Linked DNA regions of Mus musculus: region 2 is linked to region 1. Evidence: chromatin contacts called from public promoter capture Hi-C data. All regions are on one chromosome and are shown on one strand. Each heading gives the region's core, a stretch centred on a gene start, on an enhancer-like site or on the middle of the called end of the contact. The rest is flanking DNA. Distances are from core to core; before and after follow the strand shown.

Region 1 (3,584 bases), core at 802-3,301:
ATATATATATATATATATATATATATATGCACAAAATGGCTGAAGTACAAAGTCAAATGGCTTTCTCAGCATTGATGCTTATAGAATCAAAGTGTCTAATTCTGAAAAACATTGATGTTGTTATCTGTCCTGGAGTGACAGGTATTTGAACAAGATTTAATTCCTCATGTAAAATAAATGAGCAATCAATCTAACTAGTATGTTAATTTTCTGTCCTCTTTAATAAATGGTGAAACTGTATGATAACAAAGAATCATTTTAAAGTTAAAATTGCTTATGATTTCAATGCCTATTTTATATGTTTATATGTAAAAATTTGGGAGGCAAAGAGAGACTACAAGTGGAGAAAGTTTACGAAACCTTGTCTTAGTTACCCCAAAACAGAGATTCTACTTCCTCATCTTCTTGGTTTCAGAGGTGTTTCAGTTATCACTGAAGATCCCCATGATGCCAACATCTCTGCCATATCCTCAGGATGTACATCAGGGCACTGCCATATCCTCAGGATACATCAGGGCACTGCCATATCCTCAGTATACATCAGGGCACTTCCTTATTCCTCAGGATACATTGGGGCACTGCCACATCCTCAGGATATTCATCAGGGCACTGCCATATCCTCAGAATATTCATCAGGGCACTGCCTTATTCCTCAGGATACACCAGGACAGTGCCATATCCTTATGATACATTGAGGCACTGCCATAAGCCTCAAGATACATCAGGGCACTGTCTTATTCCTTGGGATACATCAGGGCACTGCCTTACCCTGAGGACATATCAGGGCACTGTTGTATTTCTCAGGATATACCAGTCTCCTGCCCTATCCTCAGAATCTATCAGTCCTTGAGATTTCTTTTCTATTGGTTAATATGTTAGGTTTTCAAAGCCTGAAGACCTGATGAGATCTGAATTATTCTGGATATGTCAGATTATGAAATTTCTTCTACTTAGAGTCATTTTCCTTTTAAAATTTAATTAAAATAAAAATATAGCACTACCACTCCTTAAGCATCTCTCATGTGCTCCCCTTCAAATGAATGGTCTCTTTTGTTATTGTTACATATGGATAAGTCAGGATGTACTGAGGAGTCCCTTTAAGAGGTGCTTGTTTGTACATATTCTCAGGATTGTATATGCTGATATGGGCTCATGCCTTCACCTTAAACTAGTTTTTGGAGAATTTTGTACATTCTTTTGGGTTAAAGCCCCCATGTTCAGCGTTTCAAATTCAAGGCAGGCAGATACATCAGTTTACTGTTACCATATAGTTTTCTTGAAGATTATTTGAAGATGAGAGGAGCCGTAGCTGAGAGCATTTTTGGCCTTGGGAGAAGAAGAAAGCTTGAATATCCTCTTACAGGCCTGGGAAAGTGGAGCTGAAACTTCTATCCACTCTTCCCCACCCCCAGACCCCCGTCCCCCACGGGAGTTTTAGACCAAAGGTGGGGCTTTATGGTTTTAGAATTGGTGATTCTCACACTTTCTGTTTTCTTCAGTGTGCTCTCCTCTCTAGTCAAGCCTGACTCTGCACCACTGCGGGCCCGCAGTTCTTGGCCCCTGAGTGACAGGGATTTGGAACTACCCTCTGCTCTGGCAGCCACCTTACAGCTCACCATGCCAGTCCCAGTTCCCCCTCTCACCTCTGCATGAATAATAAGAACCTGAATTCAGAACCAAAAGGAACCAACCAAGCAACCAAGCAAGCAAGCAACAAACCCAATCGACCAAAACCCCCACACCATTGGGCATCGCTCCTTTGCATCCTCGCTGGCGAAAAGCAATTTTATTCCAGCAAAGGTTACTCCTGCATTCTCCCATTTTGGGTCCAGGGTCTTGCCATCTGTCTACCACACCTGGTTGTGGGTCCCTCAACCTCCAGTCACCTCCCAGCCGCCGATCCCACCGCCTCCCTGTCACCTCCCTCGCCCTAGGTCCCGCCCCCTCCAGGTTTCTTTCCCCGCCGGGAGTCCCGCTACCTCCCCGCCCCCTCCCGGTCACCTCCCCGGCCCCTCCCGCCCCGACGTCGCCCCGCCTTCTCCGCACCCGCCGCGCCCCGCCCCGCTGCCGCCGCCACCATTGGCCAGGCGGGAAGTCGGTCTCCCAGCTCATTCTGCGCCCGCGGGAGTGCGGGGGAAACTTCATTATTACTGTGACGCTGAAGGCCGGGGAGGCCCGAGCTGCCTGAGGGCTGCGACCGCGGGGTCGGCGCTGCGGACCCGGGTGCAGGTGCGGGCGGGGCGGGGATCTCAGGGCACCGAGCCCGCCGCACCCGCGGAGGAGGGGGCTGGGCTGTCCGCAGCTCCCTGTCGCCGAGGCGCCTCCCGGCTCTGCTTAGCCGCTTAGCCGCGGGCGGCGGGTGACCTCCCTGCGTGAAGAGCATCGCGGCGCCGCGGCAGGGGAATTCGCGTTGCGGCTGGCCGCGGGCTCCTCCCACCCAGCTGGCGGGCGGGGCTCGGGGACCTGGTGTCTGGTGCAGACGCCGCTGCGGCCGAGCCGACGGCTGGACCCTGGAGCAGGTGTGTGGACTGAAGGGCTGGACCTGGGGAGACTCGCTCGTGCTGCTGCCGGGAGCGTGTGCAGCTCGGGGCCCCAGGGGAGGAATGCTTGAACTTTGCTGTTCCTGGCTGTTTTCTTTTAGAGTTCACACCTGCCCCACTAGGAAGTGCCTTAAATTTTACCTAAGGCGTCGAAGGTTTTACTGGGATTTGTCTCATCCGGGGTGCTTTGGGGGAGGACGATTCAAGTGATATCTTCCATTTTTTATGTGCCTTCTGTCTCTTTCCACAAATAGGAAGCTATTTCTAGAACCTTTCATTTGATAATTTGATAAAGTGAACTGATTTTTAGCTTTAGATTGGAAAGACAGGAAAGAGAAGTAAAAAGGATTAGCATTTTAAAATGCAGCCAGAGCGATGTGGTACTTTCAGAGGCAAATGACAGTGTCTCTTCTTCTTTTTTTTATTCCTTTCCACGGATATAAATCAGAAAAACAAAATCGGTGGCTTACTCCAGTTTTGACCCCATCTGAGAAGTTAAACTGCAGGAATCAAATTAGATGCAAAACTCCTTTGTCGTGAAAAATAGAAGCATGGTTCACTGTTAGCCAGTTGGACTTGTTCAGTAAGTAGTGGGGTTTCATTGTGTTAAAAAAAGAACCAGGAGTCCAAAAATGTTCTAAACTGTGTTGTAGAAGTCATTGGGTATTGCATTTCATGTTGCGGGACAAACTTGAATCTCTTAAGATCTGTATAACCACTTAAAACCGTCTGTGTAAGTAATGAAAGGAGCGCCCCAGCTGGAGACAAACAACCTTGCACCAGTTTCAGAAATAAAAGTGATAGTTTCCTAATTGAAAGGGATTCTCTTACGAAGGTAGAAATGATGTCTGAAACTCATTCAGGACCACAGACTATATAATGGCTCATACTAACATAGCTGCTCCGTGGGTGATCTTATCACATCTTAATGCTCCCCTTTGCTTTATTTGGGTGACTGGAGGTGCCTGTCTGTGACTTCTTGTGTTGCACTTAGAGGATATGGTAACAGGGAGAAACGAAAGTAGCAGTTGCGGTCAGGTAGCT
Region 2 (3,574 bases), core at 592-3,091, 590 kb after region 1:
GGAAGCTCACTTCCTCTCCAACCACAGTTGACCTGATTCAGTTAGTTCCTCAGCCCTCTATCCTGTGAGGGTGCCATGTTGTGCCATGCCATGTCCACAACAGTACTTGGTGATTAGGTCTTGGCACATCACAGCAGATCCTCATTTGCTGTGTCTCCTTGAGTCCCTGGTATGTTTCTGGAACTCCTTTTAATGACTGAACATCCTGTCTGGTGATAGGAGTGATGATTGATACGTTGTTTTCCTGTTTACAATCAATACAGTTGTTCCACTAAACACATGCACACACCCATGGGGCACACAGACTCGACCGAAACCAAACACATTCTCTGTGACTCTTTGTCAGAGAACATTATCTATGAATACTCTGTCCATTGGAGGAGAGCAATAGAGAAGACTTCTTTGCCCTGTGACTCATTATCTCTATTCCCACCACTGTTTCTCAGGGCAGGCCTATGGTGAACACCATGGGAAGAAAAGAATAGTTTATAACGAAAAAAATAGGCTCATTCAGGAGAGGTATGCTCAAAGCATTATCAAGGTAAAATATGCAGAAGTGCCAACAAGAGCAAACAAAAGCCCACGCAAGAGCTGTGTAAATATTTCATGAAGCTAAGCCTTAATCACTCTCTCTCCAAATCTTTCTGGTGGTGTAAACACTTCAGTTTCTTCCAGTCCTGTCATGACCCAGATTCCATGAAAAAAATATAAATAAATAAAATGAAAACATGGACCTACGGATCTCGAACAAAACTGTTGTGAAAACGGAAGGAAGGCAGCAAACACCTTCAGAAAGGTGGTTCCCAGCTGGATGGCTAGCTAAAGCTCCTTTCTTTCCCAACCCCTCTAGGCTTTTGCCTTTCCCCCACCTACTCAGCTGCTCTCACATCATCCCAACCTTGAACTGCCTACATGCAACCAGTGACCTCGCTTAACACCCCTTCAAAAGCCCTTGAACTCTGATGTGCCTAGGCTGCCTTTCCTCCACCTCAATCTACTTTCCAGTGTCTAAGACTCCTCTTTCCACTTCCCTGTTGCTGTGTACTAGAAGAACATGTCAGGCCTTTGTCATAATGTACCCGGAGACAGGTTTACCACTTCTACTTGCTACCATGATTGAATGTGGTTCCAAAGTTCACCTCTAGACACTGAACATGCTCTACAATGACTTCCCTTTATCATCCTCAGTCGACCTTCCTCGTCTCTCCCTTCCGACCTCATGAAGAAATATACATGCAAATGTATTAATAAATACACACACATACACACATATAATCGAGCATATTGAATACGACTAAGTTTTTACCTTACAGCAAATAATCATAGGAAAATAATAAAGAAGGCAATCACACACACACACCCTTCTTCGAGTATTCGTTGTGTGCATATCTTACTGATTAGGATTTCTAGCTCAGAAGCAGCAAGCGGCTTCTCTTTTTTTTCTTTTTACCTTTGGGTCAGAGCTTAAGGGAGTAATAACCTTGCAGAGATATACATCACCTGCAGGGCGCACAGCCCCTCCTGAGGAGCAGGGTGGCAGCAGCGGCTGGGGACCATAAGCAACAGGCAAAAGATCCACGAACAAATGTGGGACCTAATTCCTCCTTCACCAGCACAGGGACATTGCCAGGCTCCGGTCTCCAAGGCTGGCCACTGGGCCAGGTGGCCGCGGGGGCGGCTCCTTTCCGGGCTTACCTGCTCCGGTGGGGTGTCCCCCGCTGGGCCGCTGTCTGCGCGGTGCTGGGCTTCTAGTCGATTCCCAGCCCTGGCTCTGCCACACTGCTGCTGGGTGACTTGAGCAGTCCCCTGCAGCCAGGAGCCAGCTCTGCGCGATCAGGAACTGAGATTACTATGCCAAGAGCTGAGGCGGCGCTGCAGCGGGGCGGAGACCAGCAGCTTCTACGCTGGGCGGTGAGCCAGCAAGGAGGTGGAGTTCACGTGCGGGCAGATCCACGCCAGCTAGGCGCGCCCCTCCGCTGTGACCAGGCCCCAGTGGCTGAGTCCCGCCTGCACCCAGACAGGCAGCAGCCTCCCTGCGAGCTCCTACCCAGCCAGCCCTCGAGGCCCACAGCTCAGGGAGCCTAGCGCCCTGGGGGAGCTTAGGGGACTGGCTGACTGTGCCTCTGGTGCAAGGGAACCAGTGACAGATGGAAAGTTAAGATGGAGATTAGGGAAAAGGGCTGGGGACCCAGAGAGACTCAGCAGGAAGTCTGGCCCTCACTCCCTCTAGCAATTCACTATTCACTCTGTCTCTGTATAGAGTAGGTGGCTCCTCACAAAGTCTTGTGCAATGATATGAAAGCAAGCAGACAACAGGCGTTTACTATGTTGTGAAATGGACAATGTATTAAGTATTTAGAGTTGTCACTGCAAAATGTTCCGGTCCCTCTCCTGCATTACTAACTCCAAGAGTGTAGATGGCTTTGGAGACAGCCCCTTTGAGCTGCTGCTGCAACACTGTGAAGTCTACTGAGCTGCTGTAGATGGTGCTAAACAACACCACAAGAACTATTATAACTGAGTATTTGTTTGCAAAAATTGCAGCTATAATTCACACAACTACTTATTAAGGGGGTGTTACTCCTTTTTTTTAGAAACTGCTTGAGAGTGGGGTAGTAAGCAGCCTGGCTGGCATTCAAACCTCTCAGAGATATCATCTTTCAGCTACAACTCAGGGCTTACCTAGGGATTCTGTTGAGATGATGTTTGTATCAGAGCCCAAGGATCAGAGTTTTTGTTTGTTTGTTTGCTTGCTTGTTTGTTTTTAACAGATTCCCACCCAGGTCGTGCTGAACAGTCTCAGTCCTTAGGCCAGGGAGTTTAAATATGTTTCTTTGGTGTTGGTTGTAGCTACTTCCTAAAGGTGGATTAAGACAGATTTTCAGAAGTTATATATTCTCTCTTTAGCAAAGAAGTGGGAAGCAGTTCTCAAGGTTCCCTTTGGTTGAAGGAAGAAAGAAATGAAAAGGTTGCCAGTAGCCCTAGGTCATCCCTGAAATAGCTTTCTCAGAGGAGCGGCTGGAGTGTAAGAGCTGTTTCCAGGTTCTTTGCCTCTTAACCAAAGAGCTCAAAGTAAGGGCTCATACTGATTTGTAAACAGAACAAGATGACTTTGTGTGGAAGGAAGTGGCAGTTTGGAGTCCTAGGGACTACAGCCCAGCAGACCACATGAGTGAGTGTACCTAAGTCTAATTAGTGTTTGAGACTCCCTATATTAGGTTCAATAGAAGAAAGATCTGGTAACAAGGGGCAGGACTTGGGTGTCTATTTGATTGATAAATAGGTTTTATGTTCAGTTCTTCTACACACTATCTTTTCTTATACTACATCTTATTTCAATCACATACACACTTAGTTACTACATAATCAACGTCTCTCCTGCCATGTAAGGTAAGACACAGTGACAGGTCGCTATGATCAAGGAGTACATATGGTTTTTATTCTGCCTTCTGGCTGCATGGAGTGAGTCCTGATGCTTCTGCTTAGCTTCTTTCCTCTGCTGGCATTTCAGACTGTTAGACAGTTCCTCCAACTTTAGCACTCACTAGAAAATCATTCAACAAATGAGTTGGCA

Evidence for each region. Capture Hi-C pulls out chosen DNA fragments and counts their contacts.
Region 2: a contact with region 1 is called in a promoter capture Hi-C map of adipose tissue, with 2.2 times the contacts expected there. The contact joins the promoter of Gprin3 here to the promoter of Herc3 in region 1. A contact is called at or near these places in 3 of 484 Hi-C or Micro-C datasets (CD8 T cells and adipose-derived mesenchymal stem cells), 4 of 115 datasets of contacts at active chromatin or transcription factors (effector CD8 T cells, memory CD8 T cells, pancreatic cancer cells and 1 more) and 3 of 9 other capture datasets (adipose tissue, liver and pancreatic islet).

The regions. Positions count from the first base shown.
Region 1 is chr6:58,829,414-58,832,997 of GRCm38.p6, forward strand. Herc3 (hect domain and RLD 3) reads left to right here and starts at 2,052. Exons shown (of 26, transcript NM_001361966.1): 1 at 2,052-2,519; 2 at 2,989-3,123.
Region 2 is chr6:59,424,465-59,428,038 of GRCm38.p6, forward strand. It overlaps Gprin3 (GPRIN family member 3), which reads right to left and starts at 1,842. Exons shown (of 2, transcript NM_183183.3): 1 at 1,696-1,842.